Linked DNA regions of Ovis aries: region 1 is linked to region 2. Evidence: chromatin contacts called from public Hi-C data. All regions are on one chromosome and are shown on one strand. Each heading gives the region's core, a stretch centred on a gene start, on an enhancer-like site or on the middle of the called end of the contact. The rest is flanking DNA. Distances are from core to core; before and after follow the strand shown.

Region 1 (3,683 bases), core at 635-3,134, 140 kb after region 2:
AACCAATCACGTAAGATACCCCATTGCTAGCCCACCTCCAGCCTTCCTAAGCCAACAACCTCCTCTCAGGTTTCCCGGAAGCCTTCCCTGTTTTGACTACGCAGCTTTTCCACTCCCCTGCCTGTCTTTGACTCTCTGCCAAATGCACCTGATGGTGGTTGACGCCCTGGCTGTAGCAGAGCTCTGAGTAAATAGCTTCTGCTTCTCATTCGGGTGATGGCCGGGAAGATCCCTGGAGAAGGAAATGGCAACCCACTCCAGTACTCTTGCCTGAAGAATCCCATGGTCGGAGGAGCCTGGCGGGCTACAGTCCACGGGGTCGCAAAGAGTCGGACACAACTGAGTGACTTCACTTCACTTCTTCACTTCATTTATTTTTACAGTGCTTAACATTGTGTTCACAGAGCTTAATCCATGCCCACTAAATTTCATATAAGCAGCAGAATTGTTTTGTCAAACGAAGTTTTTCACAGAATCCAAATATATATAAAACAGGAAAAAAAAGTTCATTTTATTTAAGCCAGTCAGTAACAGTGGGACTTTGTAGTAATTAAATGGGGATAAAGGATGACAATTGCTGATGTGGTATTTAAACACACACACACAAACACCCTGATTCTCACTATTAGTTAGTGTTAGTCGCTCAGTCATGTCCAGCTGTTGGCGATCCCATGGACTGTAGCCCTCCAGGCTCCTCTGTCCATGGGGTTCTTCAGGCAAGAATACTGGAGTGGGTTGAATCCATTTCTTTCTCCAGGGGATCTTTCTGACCCAGGGTCTCCAGCATTGCAGGCAGATTGTTTATTGTCTGAGCTACCAGGGAAGGCCCCAATTCTCACTAAAAGAAGTTGCAAATGATAACAGGTGTTTTTGTTTTGTTTTGTTTTTTTACTTTTAAGCAGGTCACTTTACAATCAAACATTCGTAGAACTCCCATAGCACTTCAAAACTCTAGGGCTCTCAGAAAAATGAAGGCTACTAGTGTGAGCTCAGGGTTCAGGGTCTCAAATTACAAGGATGATGCAAACCAGCTGGGTAACCTTCGGCAAGTCAACTGAAGTTCGTCTGTTTTGTTTCTTTCACTGCAAATTGAGGAGGCTGAACTAAACAAGAACTCAGCATTCAGTGTCTACCATTATCTTCATGTAGTGCAGGGGGCTCTGTGTGTGTGTCTGTTTAAAAAAATTCAGGTATCTAGCCCAACCAGTGGACCCAACTCAATAAATCTGGGGTAAGGTCCTGTCTACATTTTAAACAAGCACCTAGCTGATGACAGTTATGCTGGTGATCCTTGTGCATAATTTGAGACACAAATGAATAAGTGATCTTTTAGGTTCCTTCTGGCTTTGCTTTGTGTGATTTATATGGAGTCGGAAGGGAGAAGTCAGAGCTAGATCATGGGGAAGGGGGAAAAGAGGGAAAGGGGAGGGGAAGATTGCTCAACAGTTAGGGAAAATGTTGATGGGAAATCTTTTCAAAAAGATCTATTGTATCAATATTCTCCTTTTGAAAGTCCCCATGAAGCTGGTCCATAGAGACTTGGACTCTGCAAGGAGTTGTTGCAAAGACTATTTTCCACTCACCTGCAGGAAAAAAGCACTCCTGAACTTCCTAGCCCCGTGCCCTACCGTTTGAATACACCAGAGAGTAATTACAACGTGAAAAAATGCTTCCTTGCCCTCCAACTCCTCAGCTTCCTAATAGCTCGCTTGGGGCAGGGCGGGCCAAAGCAGGATTTGCCCATTTGGGCGCCTCAAAACCAGATTAAATCCAGGCCATTTCCCCAGAGCTCAGGGCAAAAATCCTCTCCATTCTCCTCCGGTTGAGACCCCAGCTCAGTGTAGCAACACCGCCCTCTTGCGGCGGAGAACGGGACTCTGCCTGTTGGGGAGAACAAATGCCGGGGGCAATACCGCCGAGAAGGCCCAAAGTTCCCCTGGGTCAGAGGGAGCAGGTGAGAGAAGGAAGAAAATAAAGATATCACCGTTTTTCCTCATTGTCTCTTTCTACTTTACAATTCCTTTCTGCCTCCCCAAACCAGTCCTCCCACTAACTCTAGTATTACTCGTTGAGTCGTGTCTGACTCTTTGTGACCCCATGCACACAATGTGTCTGTCTTGCCAGCTTCCTCTGTCCATGGGATTCTCCAGGCAAGAATGCTGGAGTGGGTTGCCACGCCCTCCTCCAGGGGATCTTCCTGACCCAGGGATTGAACCTGGGTCTCCCGAATTGCAGGCAGATTCTCCTTGCCCTCTATTAATAATTTATTTTCCTAATGCTTTGCAGTATACAAGATGTTTTCACAAACATCTTGTGTGATCCATTCTCACTTCCTTTCACATCATCCACCCACCTGATTCCAGAATGAGAAGGAAAAACTGGAAACTAACAACCTATGTAAATGCTCTTCTTGTATTTTGCATAAGGGTGAACCTGACCTTCCCTTATTGTTTAATTGCAGGACCTTGTAGCTGACTTTGGCCCCTGTAAGAGCCCACTGAGTGACTGAACTGAACTGAACTGAAGAGCCCGTTAACTTTTTTCTGCTGTGTGGTGACAAACGGAACCTTAAACACGCCAGGACTTTTCTCCACAAGGAGATAAAACAAATCATCTGACCAAAGCAGCACAGCGTAAGTATAACAACTATTTTTTTATTTCAGCACTCTTTAAAATTAATCAAATTAACATAGACATAGAAAAATGCACAAATCATAAGTATGTGTGTGCTAAGTGTCTCAGTTATGTCCGACTCTTTTTGACCCATAGACTGTAGCCTGTCAGGCTCCTCTGTCCATGGAATTCTCCAGGCAAGAATACTGAAGCAGGTTGCCATTTCCCCCTCCAGGGGATCTTTCCAACCCAGGGATCAAACCTGCATCTCCTGTGGCTTCTGCATTGGTAGGTGGATTCTGAGGCACCTGGGAAGCCCTATATATATAGGGAGTAGGAAATATATATATATATATATATAGGAGTAGGAAAATGGCAACTCACTCCAGTATTCTTGCCTGGGAAATCCCATGGAGAGAGGAGCCTGGTAGGAGTACCGTCCATGGGGTCACAAAGTTAGACATGACTGAGTGGACTTAACGCACACACACATATATAAACTTAAAAGTATATATGTATAACTGAATCACTTTGCCATTTACCAGAAATTAACACATTATAAATCAACTATACTGTAATTAAAAAAAAAAAAGAATGCTTCTGTGAACATTCCCCTACATAGCTTCCACATAGCTTTTGGGAAATAAAAGCCCACATTTCTGTTGGCTTTAACTAAAAGTGGAATTGCCTGGTCGTGGGATTGCTTTCACTGACACTGCCAAACAGATTTTCAAAGTGTTGTAGGTGCTAATTTACATTCCCACCAGCAATGTTTGAGAGCTTCTGTTGCTTCGTGTTCTTGGCAACGTTGATAGGTTGTTTTTCATTTTAGTCATCCTAGTAGGTGGGTAATGGTATTGCCTTATAATTTGAATTTACATTTCCCTGATGACTATTGAAGTTGAGCACCTTTTCATGAGTTTATCAGCCATTTGATTTGGATATCTTCTTTGGTCAAGTGGCCTATTCAGTGCTTTTAGGCAAACAATTTAAAGCCGAAATGTCCTTGTACTGAGTGATAAGAGCATTATTCACTAGTATTTCATCCCCTCAAAGCATGTACTGTCCAT
Region 2 (3,289 bases), core at 210-2,709:
AAACCTGCTTTGTCCTGAGTTCCCTGGCTTGGTTAATGCCACCTTTGTGGTGCGTGCTAAGTTGCTTTGGTCGTGCCTGACTTTGCGACCCCGTGGATTGTAGCCCACCAGGTTCCTCTGTCCATGGGATTCTCCAGGCAAGAACACTGGGGTGGGTTGCCATTTCCTCCTCCAGGAGATCTTCCTGACCCAGAGATCGAACCTGCGTCTCTTAGGTCTCCTGCATTGACAGGTAGGTTCTTTACCACTAGTGCCACCTGGGAAGCTTGATGCCACCCCCACCTACCTAGAAATCTGGGGCTTGGTTGCCCTCTTGGTACCCCTCCCAAACCCCATCAGTCTCTGGTCTCAGCCGGTTATCCCCCCACCCCATCTCCCCAGCTCCACTCCTCTCCCCTCTTATCTCCACTCTTGAGGCTGAAATCTCCCTGCCTCCAGCTGCTCCTCTTCTCCTGGCACAGTTGGTTTAAATCCCACATCTGAAGGCAAATCCAAATGTGACCTTTCCCAAGTGCCCGTTATCTTTTCAGCCTACTCTCCTACCCCCCAACACCCATACCTTGGGAAGGGTGTCATCACTTGGAATGGCCCTCTGTCCTGGTGTGGGATCCAGCTCCCTTCCCGGCCCCATGAAGGGTGGCCAAAGGTGGTCCTGGTATCTTACACCCTTCACCCCAGCTCTACACCCCATGCCCCATGATTCCTTCTTTCAGGCCACAGCCCGCCTGCTGAAGCAAACACAGTCAGGGGGTCAGGAGAAGCTGGGGTCCTCTGGGACCCTCAGGGAAGATCCGGCCAGTCTTTCGCCTGGAGAGACCTGCAGAGAAGAGCTCCTGGTTGTTGTGCAAAGCCTGATTGCTCCCCATGGAACTGTCCTCAGCTCCCCTCCCTTCCCCGCCCCCACCCCTGCCCGACACAATCCATGCACTGACCCCTCTATTCCTGCCGGTCCTGCTGGAGGAAAGCCAGATACAGACACTCAAAGCCAGTTCCCATGGCGGACCTTCTTTTTTTTCCCCTCCGTTCTCGAGACAAATAATTAACTTCAGACTCCCAGATTCCAGGGCAGCCTCTCCCCCACCGCTGCCTGCAGGAATTCCTCCCGAGGCCAGAGCAGGAAGCCCCCTCCTGCTCCGGGACCCCGGAACCCCATGCCATAGTCTCCGTGCTGCCGCCCCCACGTTCGCTCCTCCACCGATGGGGAGGACTCAGGCCGGCTGGAGAGGTGAACATACCGCAAGGCAGGGCCCCGGGAGGCAGCCCCCTCCCAGCCCAGCTGTCCCCTCAGACTGGGCTGAGCAAGAGGTGAGGTCCCACCTGGCTGTCCCCAAACCCTCAGCACCCCAACTTACCTCGGCCGGTCCCTGGGGCCAGTGTCCCGCTCGTGAGCTGCAGAATGAGGGACAGCAGGACGGCAGCGGCTCTGGCCATGCTCGCCCCGCCTTGCTGACTGTGGTCTTGGCTCAGCAGGCACTGGGAGGGGGGGTGGGGACACACCAGGCCGCCTCCCACCCAGCCTTTGTTCAGGGAGGGCTTCTGGTGTCTGTCATCCAGGCCTGTGGTGCCTGCCTCCCTCATGGCACCTCCACCCGGGGCCCCTAGGCCCCATCCTGACCCAGCCCTGGATCAGAGGTGCAGGAGAGTGCCTGGGGGGGCCAGAAGCTGGAAGCAAGTGGGGGTGACTTCTCCTGCATAAGGTCCAGGAGCCAACCCTAAAAAAAAAACCCCACAAATTCGTCACTCTCGGGCTCTGGGACCGCTGGTCTCCCTGACCCTTGGGTCACTCTGCCACCCTGGGGTTCCCTTCTTCACCTGTGTATAGGAGAAGCAAAATGAGCTGGGTTCAAATCCCGGCTCAGCCAACTCCACGTGCCCATAAGCCTCTAACTTCATGCCTCAGTTTCCCTATTTGTAAACTGGCCATAATATCTACTTGTATAGACTTGCAGTGAGGACTAAGCGAAACTATGGAGATAAGGAATTTAGGGTAGGGTAGTGGCTGGCACAGACTAAGTGCTCAGTAAACAAAGGAAAACAAGTGGTGATGCTCCAGGTCTCCAAAGTCAAGGACTCCTGGTTTCCTCCTCCTCTCTCCACCTCTGCATTTCTTTCCTGGACTCTACCCACCATTCCCATCTACCCTGATAGCCCCAGGTTGGGCCCCAAATGCCAAGACTTTCCTTCCCCAACCCATTTCCAGATCTTGGGCTCAGGCCTGGCCTCGGGAGGGGGGCGTTGTGAGTCCAGGCAGGGGGCCGGGCTAGGCCCTGGGCTCTGCAGGGGGAGGGGGAAGAAGGGAGGAAGTGAGAGACACTGGTCACGTGGACCTCAAGCCTGGGAAACTCCTTGGTGCAGCTGGGAAGCAGGGGAGGTGGGAATGGGCCCCAGCTCACAGGCCAGGGACATGGAGGGTGGAGCCACGAATCCCGCCATAGCAGTCGTTCCCTCCCCCTGCCCCCTACCCCCCCAAGGGAAAGGTATGTCTCCTCCCCCGCCCAACGCCCCCACCCTGAGTGTGGACCCCTGAAAGGTCCCCAGCAGATGGCAGCAGGGGACAGGGAGGGCAGCTATGGGCCAGTACTGAGACCAGGCCTGGCTAAGCCTGGAGCCAGGCTCCCGGGAGCAGAAGAGCGCCAGGGCCAGCTGGCTGGAAGAGGAACGAGGAAGTGGCAGCTGTGCTCCCACCAGGGTTAAGGAAAGTGATGTCTGTCAGAAGCAGGGCCCCGGGAGGCTGGGTGGAGGAGAGGCTAAGAGCAGACTCCAGGTCAGTCCAGAGTCTGATGCTCTCTGCTGTGACCTCAGACAAGTCGTTTAACTTTCAGTGGCTACTTTTTCTTCTCTGTGGCTCTAATGGCACCCACCTCATCGGTGTGTGAGGCTTAGTAAGTTAGCTGGGAAGAGGACTCAGCACAGGGCCTGGCACATAGGCATTAGGTCTTATCGCTTCTCCTCTGGGATGTCGGTCACCCCATCATTCCCGCTTTACAGATGAAGAATCTGAGAAGTCAGGTAAGTCACCCTGGGAGTAAACCACGGAGCCTGGATTCAATGCCAGGCCCTTGGGGCCCCAGGGCCCGTACTCCATATCACCACCAGGAGCCCAAGCACCCGCCCCAGCCACCCCAGCTCCCAGCTGCTTCCTGCTCTAGCCAACCCCCCACACCCTTACCCTCCCACTGTGCCCACTCCATCCCCTCCGTCCTCTGTCAGAGCACCTGAGTATCGCTGGAGAACATCCCTGCCCTTGGGTGACTACATTCACTTCAAATTCATACCTACAAACTTCAGT

The links. A called contact is a pair of places that touch in the nucleus more often than the background predicts.
Region 1: a contact with region 2 is called in a Hi-C map of liver, with 4 times the contacts expected there. The contact joins the enhancer-like site here to the promoter of KCP in region 2. A contact is called at or near these places in 11 of 16 Hi-C or Micro-C datasets (blood, hypothalamus, liver and 5 more).

The regions. Positions count from the first base shown.
Region 1 is chr4:94,713,272-94,716,954 of ARS-UI_Ramb_v3.0, forward strand. No RefSeq gene overlaps it. Among named protein-coding and RNA genes, the nearest start is that of TNPO3, 23 kb to the left of the region's middle. Within about 2 kb of position 1,885, at least 3 of the 54 cell types and tissues checked have an H3K27ac peak or open chromatin away from gene starts, as enhancers often do. A contact at or near this core is called in liver, where this site is marked.
Region 2 is chr4:94,572,358-94,575,646 of ARS-UI_Ramb_v3.0, forward strand. It overlaps KCP (kielin cysteine rich BMP regulator), which reads right to left and starts at 1,460. Exons shown (of 48, transcript XM_042248800.2): 1 at 1,353-1,460. The coding sequence starts at 1,431.